2 separate regions of the Mus musculus genome follow, and region 2 is linked to region 1. A link is a contact called in public HiChIP or PLAC-seq data. All regions are on one chromosome and are shown on one strand. Each heading gives the region's core, a stretch centred on a gene start, on an enhancer-like site or on the middle of the called end of the contact. The rest is flanking DNA. Distances are from core to core; before and after follow the strand shown. Region 1 overlaps Thsd4 (thrombospondin, type I, domain containing 4). Region 2 holds the start of 9230112J17Rik (RIKEN cDNA 9230112J17 gene).

Region 1 (4,182 bases), core at 1,604-4,103:
TTTGCTCATGATTTATAGCTTTGACATTGAACATAAGGCCTAACAATGCGGTTTCTGTCAGAGTGGATGTTCCCGAGAGATTGGAGAGCTCACCTTCTCTCAGATCCAGTAAGATGCCAGGAAGGCGGAGCAAGTCACCTGATGTGGGTCAGTCACAGTCCCCACACCCTGGGAGGCCACAGGGCTTGAGTCGGAGAGGACAAGGGCATGTTGGAAGATCCAAGCCAGGGCAGACTATATTCCTTTGACCCCTGAAGATGCCAATGTGCCCCGAGCTATGATACACCCACATGGCCCCTTCCTCTGAGTATTTTTCCTGCCCTTTGTCCTCATGCTATGAACAAAGCTCCTACTCGACTCATCTGGTTCTGAAAGGGGGGTCCGCTCAGCCCCTCAAGTCAATACCAGAAGGGCCAAACTCCAGGTCCCTGTTCTCCACCTCTTGGCCCTCCTCCCACACAAATGCCTGGAACACACACAACGTAAGGCAAACACCCAAGCAAACAAAGGGCACAAAGGAAGTGACTCATAAGCAAAGAACCAGGGTCAAGGATTTTAGAAGGAGCCTGGCCATGTCCCAGCCACCCGTGTCTCCAAATATAGGGTAGCTGACGAAGACTGAAAACCATCTCTCACTAAGCACCTGATTTGGGGCGCAATGTGCTATCCAACCCATAAACAAACTGGGAAAGCAACATCTGGATAAGGGACGAGGCCTGGGGGAAAGGGCTGAAAATGATGAAAGCTTCCAGAGTTGTCATGGAGCTTAATATGTTTGGAATGGATGAACCTTGCCCTATAGAGAGGATGGGAAAATGGCAGAGGGCTGAGGACTGAGGGTCCAGTTGCGCCTGTGGCAAGCCACAAAGTAAAGACCAAGCTCTAGAGCTACTGGGAAGAGATGATACTGTTCCTTGAGGAGACATGGGTGTCCCCATACCCCAACAAAGAAACCACTATGGGTAGGAGGAAGCTTTGGCCGGAGAAGGGGAAAAGCTGCTAGAAATAATGCCCAAAAGCAGGAGGCAGAAAACGAGGCTTTGTTTCTTCAAGGGAGCCCTGCTTAAACAGAACAGGCTACCCTGAGCAGGCAGAAGAAGGCATAGCATTCTAGGCTGTCCAACCGGCAGCCCGCCGGCTACATGCAGCCAAGCACAGTTACAAATGCAGCCTAACACTCAATTATACATTTCTTTAAAACATTATAAGGATTCTTTGATTGATTGATTGATTGATTGATTGGAACTAGAGTTGCATCGTTCTCAATAGTGAACTTTGTAGACAACAACGTCCTACTGCAATGTCAAAAGGCTGGGCATGGCAGCAACAGTTAGCATTAACTGTTAACTAATAAAATAATGTGCAAACATGCCAGCTGAGAGGGAGGGGCACAGCCTCGAACCTTAAGAGAAGGAACTCTTGTCTTTGAACAGGTATCAGACACCATCTGCCTACACTTGCTCCTAGAGAGTTAGGAAGGTCTCTAAAGGCAACAGATAGATATAGATACAGTCTCTAAAGGCAAGAGACTGTAATTACCGTTATAAACACCAGCATCCAGATACACTGCCTGGGAGAAGGCAGGGAGCAAGAAAAAGCTGGCTGGATGGATGGACGAGTGGCTGAATGATAAACATGATGTTCTTCTCTTACTGGGATGTGCACACATGTAGAAACCAGAGGTCTGTGTCAAATGTCTTCCTTAATTGCTAGCCACCTTATTTTTATCCCTTTTTTTCATGTTTCGTGTGTGTTGTTGTTGTCATTGTTGTTGTTGTTGTTCTCTTCTTCTTCTTCTTCTTCTTCTTCTTCTTCTTCTTCTTCTTCTTCTTCCTCTTCCTCTTCCTCCTCCTCCTCCTCCTCTTCCTCCTCCTCTACATCTTTATGCACAGGCATAGATAAGTGGAATCATGTTTGATCAGTTTCCCTTTTCACTGGGGCAGGGACTCTCTATCAAACGCAGAGCTTTCCAATATGACTAGTCTTGCTAGCCAGCTTGCTCTGGAGAACCCAGCTCTGCCTCCAAAGGCTGGAATTACAAGCAGATACCACACCCCCTTGTTGTTTCACATGGGTTTCTATGGACCCAAATTCCCATCTTCTGGCCTGTATGTCTAGTATTTAACAGCCAAGCAAGCCATCTATCTGTCCAGCCCTTCACCTCATTTTTTGAGATAAGACCTGCCACTGAGCTTTGCCGCTGTCCTGTTTGGCGACATTGGCTGGCCAGCAAGCTCCGGGAATCCACCTGTCTCCACCTCAGCAGTGCTGGGATTACAGATCCCTCATCTGTCTTTTTCTGTGAGTGCCGGGGAACTGAACTCGCGTCTTCGTTCTTGCCAGCTCCCCAGCCAGAGCTTTACACAGCAGAGGGCAGGACTCTCTCCTTTCTCTGGAGATGCTGCCACGCATGTTCAGCAGATATTCACAGAGAGGCCTGGGAGTAGGCAGACAGACTAACCACTGCAGATACAGACAGACGCTGCTGCCTCTGTAGAGGCTCTGACCTCTCAAATCTTCTCCAGGCAGTCAGGAACCCACACAGCCCTTTCAGGAAATCCAGCCCCAGGCCACAGGGTGTCCACTGAAACTGACCTTGGGGCCTCCCCTGACCTTGTCACATCCCCAGCTTCTTCTCCCCTGGATGGAGGACAGCCAGAGGAATGTTCCCCGACCAATTTGTCCTTGGCTGATGGTCTTTCCTCCCACCGTGTCACGTCATAGGGCCCAGCCCTTTTTTTTCCTCTTGTCACTCAGCCACAAAACTCATTTCTTCCCATGGATCCCCCATACTGCAGAACGACTAGCTCACCCTGAGCAACGAGGAAACACACAGAATGTGAGTCAGGAAAAAAATGTGGCAATACATTCAAACACTCTGGCTCCTAGCAAGTAAAGCTCGCCACCGGCTTTGTTCTCCATCAAGGGAAAGCACCCTGGCAGCTCCTTCCTCACCTGGAGAAAGTTGGTGACCGCACAGACAGCATCACCTTCACGGTCATTAACACTGCTGTGGATTTATGTTTGTTTTCAACCCTAAAAGGAAAAAGTGTCTCCCAGGTAACTAGGGAAAATATTCAAGTGTCGAAATAATCAGGCAGGAAGGCAGGCAGGATGTTTCAAATGCATGAGCCATGTGTGCCGGCCTCTGGAGCATTGCCTTGTTCAGCGTCAGAAGACGTATCAGATCAAAGGGGAGGGACTTTCTCCTCTGGCTTCATCATCTGCCTGACCACAGAAGTCCATCAGCTTTGTGACATTGTTTCAGTCTAAATCTCATAAAAGGAACTCCAGTTCAGCTGCTGTCACAGTGTATTGTTACCATTAAGACTTCCTCCTCTTTTCTGAGTTGGTGCTTGGCACAGCGCTCATGCACAGCAGGTACCCATTTGGGTGACATCCAAGGCTAGCACTCTACCTCACCAGGAGGGTCTTCTCTTCAAGGTAGGCTGCCAGCAGGGGATCTGAACAGCAGTGGTGGTCTGTAGTAGCAAACACTACATGTTTCTAAGTGCTTCAGAGATGTGTAGTTCTAAAGCCCTGAACACCCAGGAAATAGTTGGGTCACAGGTAACCCTCCCTAGGATTCAGACACCTAGAGGCTGACGAATCCAGCTGTTCCCCCAAATCAGTTACAACTTCTCCAAGAATCCTCTTCCATGAACAGACTATACTGCCTGGCTTGGGGCTATCAAAGGAAAAAGAGCAGACTGCTTCTGCCCAGCTCTGCATGGGACCTGCAACTTTTCCAACGGGCTGTCCTGAGCTTCAACAGTGAGCTATACCATTCCTAACACCTACGTTAGGACGATCTGGCCAAAAGCAAGGTAACCCTGGGACAAGGAGAGTGTCAGCTCAGACCATCTTCCCCTTCTTCTGACTTAGGGTCTTAGCCTGCCTTTTCTTCATTAGAATCTATGTCCCATTACCTATAATGCCTTTGTCATTCTGCAGAGCATCTGTGTCCATACACACACACACACACACACACACACACACACACACACACACACCCCAGGGAAGGAGGGTTCACGTATGTGTTAACAATACAAGAACAAATTCCTAGAGAGCAAGTGACATGACATGCTCACTCACAAGTGGACCTGGTGAAACTTCAGAGCTGAGTTATGGATAACATGGTTTTTCTATTAGAAAAAAAAACCCATGTATACAAAATTATGC
Region 2 (4,021 bases), core at 1,114-3,613, 41 kb after region 1:
CAAAGCTGGTTCTAATCAGCTGAGGTAGAGCTTTTGAAATCAGAGCCGATCTGAGGCAGTTTAAAGCCGTCTGCTATGATATATGTGATCTTAAACTAGTTTCATTTAGAGTCTGTTTGCTCTGTTAAGAGTCACTTCACACCCTTTACCTCAAGTTAGGCGGCCATGGGAACCACGCCCAACTTCCTTTCAGAATTGCCGGCTGCCCACTCCGGGTTTAATCCACTGAGCAGGACGGATGCAGATTTATCTGGTCTCAATCAGTCAGTCTAAACTGAATCAGGTCTGTCTCCTTCTGGAACCATTGTTTCTGTTTAGGCTAGCTTTCTCAAGCTGGATCTTGGGAGGTTGGGTCTGACTTGCTTGGAACCAATTTAAACTGGTTTTAAACCAACTTCCACTTGGTTCTCAGAGATCTCTGGCAAGCAGCAGGGCCTTGTTCATCTGAACCTGAATAAACCTCCCTGACTCAGATTAAATCAGTTTGGTTTAAACCAGGAAGGGGTGGTGTTGGGAGAAGCCCAGGTTACGCAGGGTTAGAGAGTCAAAAAGGGAGGGTGACCTCGAAGGCACTCCATTTAGGTTCGTTCTTCTGGTTACCTGTTGAAATGGCCCATCATTTGGGACTAAGAGATAACATTTTTATGTGTTTTATTGTACATATGGATGAAGATCCCAGAAGACATAGAAAGACGTAGAATAAGGGGCCTGGGTAGGAAGCTAAGGAGCTAGGCATGTAGCTCAGTTGGCAGCGTGCTTGCTTACCATGTGCAAAGCCTTGGGTTCTGTGGCTAGCACCACATAAATGGGCCACAGTGGTGCACACTGGGATCCTGGCACAGAGGCCAGAGGGTCAGAAGTCTGAGGTCGCCCTTGCTTATATAGAGAGTCTGAGGCTAGCTGGAGCTGTATGGATCCCCATTTGTTTTAGTTTTTAAGTAAATTACAAGGGGAGATTATATGGCTCCTGGTTAGTTTAATATCACATGAAGAAGAAGACAGCATGTTTACCACAGAACTGTAACTCTAGTTCAACAACTGAAACAATGATTATTTTGATGACTGTATTAAATGTTCAAGTCTTCGTGGACACTTGGTTAGCATGTGCACATCTCTGTTTTGCCATCTTCATCCCTCCCTCAACCCCATGGAAGGATAAAGGCGAGGAGAATGAGGTGGACCATGGCTAGCCACAAAAGACAAGTTCCAGAAAGTTCCGGTCACAATGGGCTCCCAGTGAAGGGCTTCACACCCTGGGCTGTGTCCAGGTGACTGCCTGACCCCTAGCTCCTTCTGTCATAAATTTTGTGTCAGGGCTTCACAAATAGCAGAAACGACCAGCAGCCTGCTCAGTAGACTAATTCTGATGTTAGCATAACCACATGCCCTGTTTGTTCAATGCAATCATGCTCTTCAGATGATCTCCCAGGCTCCTTACCAACTATGGCTCCCTGTCACACTTGAATGTGCTGCAGTTTGGGAACAAATTAAATGATCTTCACTTTTAAGGCCCAACACCTTCATCTATCTCTTTCTTCCTTTGTTCTCTTCCATGGAGATTCCCCACCACCATCACCCCACCCCACCCCCAGCTTAAAACTCCTTCATTTGGAAGAAAACGCTAAGATCTCGTCCCTACATTCATAGTACCCACAGAAATGACATGTGACGATCCTTTCTGTTTACCCACCCCCAAACCCAGAAAACTGTCACCTGAATGCTCATCAAACCTGGTCCCGGTGCTAAAGAAAGGCAGAAAGTATTTGTTAATGTTTATTTGGAAAATAAAAAGGCATTTGTACATGTTGCCAGGGTTCCTCTGGAAAGTATCCAGGAACCGTTCAAGAAACTCCATTTCCGGGCGTGTTTCTTTAAGGCAACATGGTGGGGCTCAGAAGGGGTGCATAGGGCACCGCCATTGGCTGTGGGTCTTGCTATGTGGATCTACCATTAAAGGATTGCAAAGGAAGGAGTTGAGAGGAAAGAGGGCATGGACTTCCGCGTGCTCCTCTGCCCTCAGAAGCCTTATCAGGTAACTCACAGGCTTCCCTGCTTCCGGGGTGTGGGCGTGGGTAAACAGTGTTCTGCAGGGAAAGGGGGTGTGTTCTGGGATTGGGGAGTAAACCTGTATTTCTGGTGACTCTGGAGCTCCTATTTGAGGCTATTTTGCCCCTAGGAACTTGCCTGGGAGCTCAGAGGGTTCTTACCTTCTTCAGGAGCTGGAGAAGAAGCAAGACCACCTGGGGCTGACATCACGGGGGACCGGCAGTGTACAGCAACAGGTCAGCAGCTGTAGTCAAGACATTCCAGCCTCTGCAGACGGCCAGCTCCTCTGGAGTCACTACTGGTGGTTATTTCTAATCCATCCCTGCGAGAAGAGAAGCAAAGATCCCTGGGAAATTGCTGAATCATGTGCCTAGCACTGTTCAAGCTGCATCTATCTGAGTATGAAATATGAGCCCGGCTACGCTTAAAAATTATCTTAGATCATTTAAAATTTGATAGATGTTAACAATAGAAAAAGAGTCTTAATTCTGGCTGAACTTCCATTCAGAGGGAGGCTCTGCCAGGTGTTTGATGAAGAAGAACTGACCTAGTTCTTACATAGACCTTCCTGGCTAACAGAGACTCGCATGGAATCCTTATGGTCAGGTGGCCAGGTGCTTCTCATGCTCAGATGAGCCTCATTTTCACATCCACCCCCCCCCCCCACACACACACACACTGCACATGTTGACCGCAGAGAGACTAGGGGCACTTGATAAGGCGCTGGAAAGGCTGTACCTTGTAGTATTCTGAGATATAATCTAGTCTATGTCTAGAGGGAAGCTGGCTTCCTCTTCCCTTATGACTACTGGGTATATCCAGGTCAGCTGGTAGGGCAGATAAGGAAGGTGTCTGTCTGGGTCAAATCCTGAGATAAGACCTTCAGTAGATAAAGTTTACATAGGTGTCTGTATAGAACACAGCTCTCACCTCAAAGGAAACAAGGTGGGGTAAATTCTGAAGCCAAATGTGAGTGATAGTGACTGAGAAACTAAATCAGATTATTTCAGTGCCATGGTCCAATGTGGTGACAAAATAATTAAGTATTTACAGGAACAGGACAAAGAATGTCATGAAAAAAAAAGTCATGAAAAATGTCATAGATGGGTTACAGAAAAGCAGGGGAGTGTCTGTAATGGGTCTCGGATGCTCTTGGATGAATCCTAGCCTTTGGGTTGGTGGGAGATAGAGGTCTGCTTGTACATCTCCTAGAGCCCCAGAAAAAGATTTACCTAAGGCAAAGGGTGTTAGGAAAACACAGAGGCGGGTCACGCGTGGATTTAAGGAGTCTAACAATAGCTAAGATCCTTTGGGTACAAACCTACTATGTTCTGGCTCTCCTCAGTCAGGAATTCAACCAATCAACCTTGGAGAACTCCGTTCACGAGGGCCCGAGAGACTGCGGAGGTGAAATGATTATTAAAAGTCCTTCCCTGGGAGAGACGTAAACAGCATCTGCCCCTCCTCCTGAGGTCCTGACAACAAACCAAGATACAGTTCACCAAAGTTCCCCAGGGGAACCCAAGAGTATTAACCCATGAGAGGGTTATGGGCAGGTCTCACTGGAAGGTCTGTGGCACCCAGCTGTGAGGACAGGTTCCCCGTGACTACATAGATGGAGCCCTGCCCCCTCGTCCTTCCCCACCTGTATTCTCTAGTCCAGTGGTTCTCAATCTGTGGGTCTTGATTCCTTTGAAGGCCAAATGGCCCTTCACCGGGGTCAATCCTGCATATCAGATATTTACATTATGATTCATAACAGTAAAATCACAGTTATGAAGTAGCAATAAAAATAACTTTATGGCAGGGGGGCGGTGTCACCACAACACAAGGAGATGCAACATAAGAAAGGTTGAGGACCACTGATCTAGTCCCTCCCACTTCTACCTTGAAGCCATAAGCAATAGGGCAGATTTTCGGGTAACTGGTTGCCCAGGGTGGCTGAATACGCAGGTAAGGGTTCCATGATCCCCTG

The links. HiChIP or PLAC-seq counts read pairs in DNA pulled down with a chosen protein or histone mark.
Region 2: a contact with region 1 is called in an HNF4G HiChIP or PLAC-seq map of pancreatic cancer cells. The contact joins the promoter of 9230112J17Rik here to the enhancer-like site in region 1. A contact is called at or near these places in 1 of 39 promoter capture datasets (the 3T3-L1 cell line), 2 of 115 datasets of contacts at active chromatin or transcription factors (embryonic stem cells and pancreatic cancer cells) and 1 of 9 other capture datasets (adipose tissue).

What each region holds. Positions count from the first base shown.
Region 1 is chr9:60,501,933-60,506,114 of GRCm38.p6, forward strand. All of the region lies in intron 1 of Thsd4 (thrombospondin, type I, domain containing 4), which reads right to left. Among named protein-coding and RNA genes, the nearest start is that of Thsd4, 7.0 kb to the right of the region's middle. Within about 2 kb of position 2,854, at least 50 of the 459 cell types and tissues checked have an H3K27ac peak or open chromatin away from gene starts, as enhancers often do. A contact at or near this core is called in adipose tissue and pancreatic cancer cells, where this site is marked.
Region 2 is chr9:60,543,519-60,547,539 of GRCm38.p6, forward strand. 9230112J17Rik (RIKEN cDNA 9230112J17 gene) reads right to left here and starts at 2,364. Exons shown (of 4, transcript NR_040464.1): 1 at 2,208-2,364.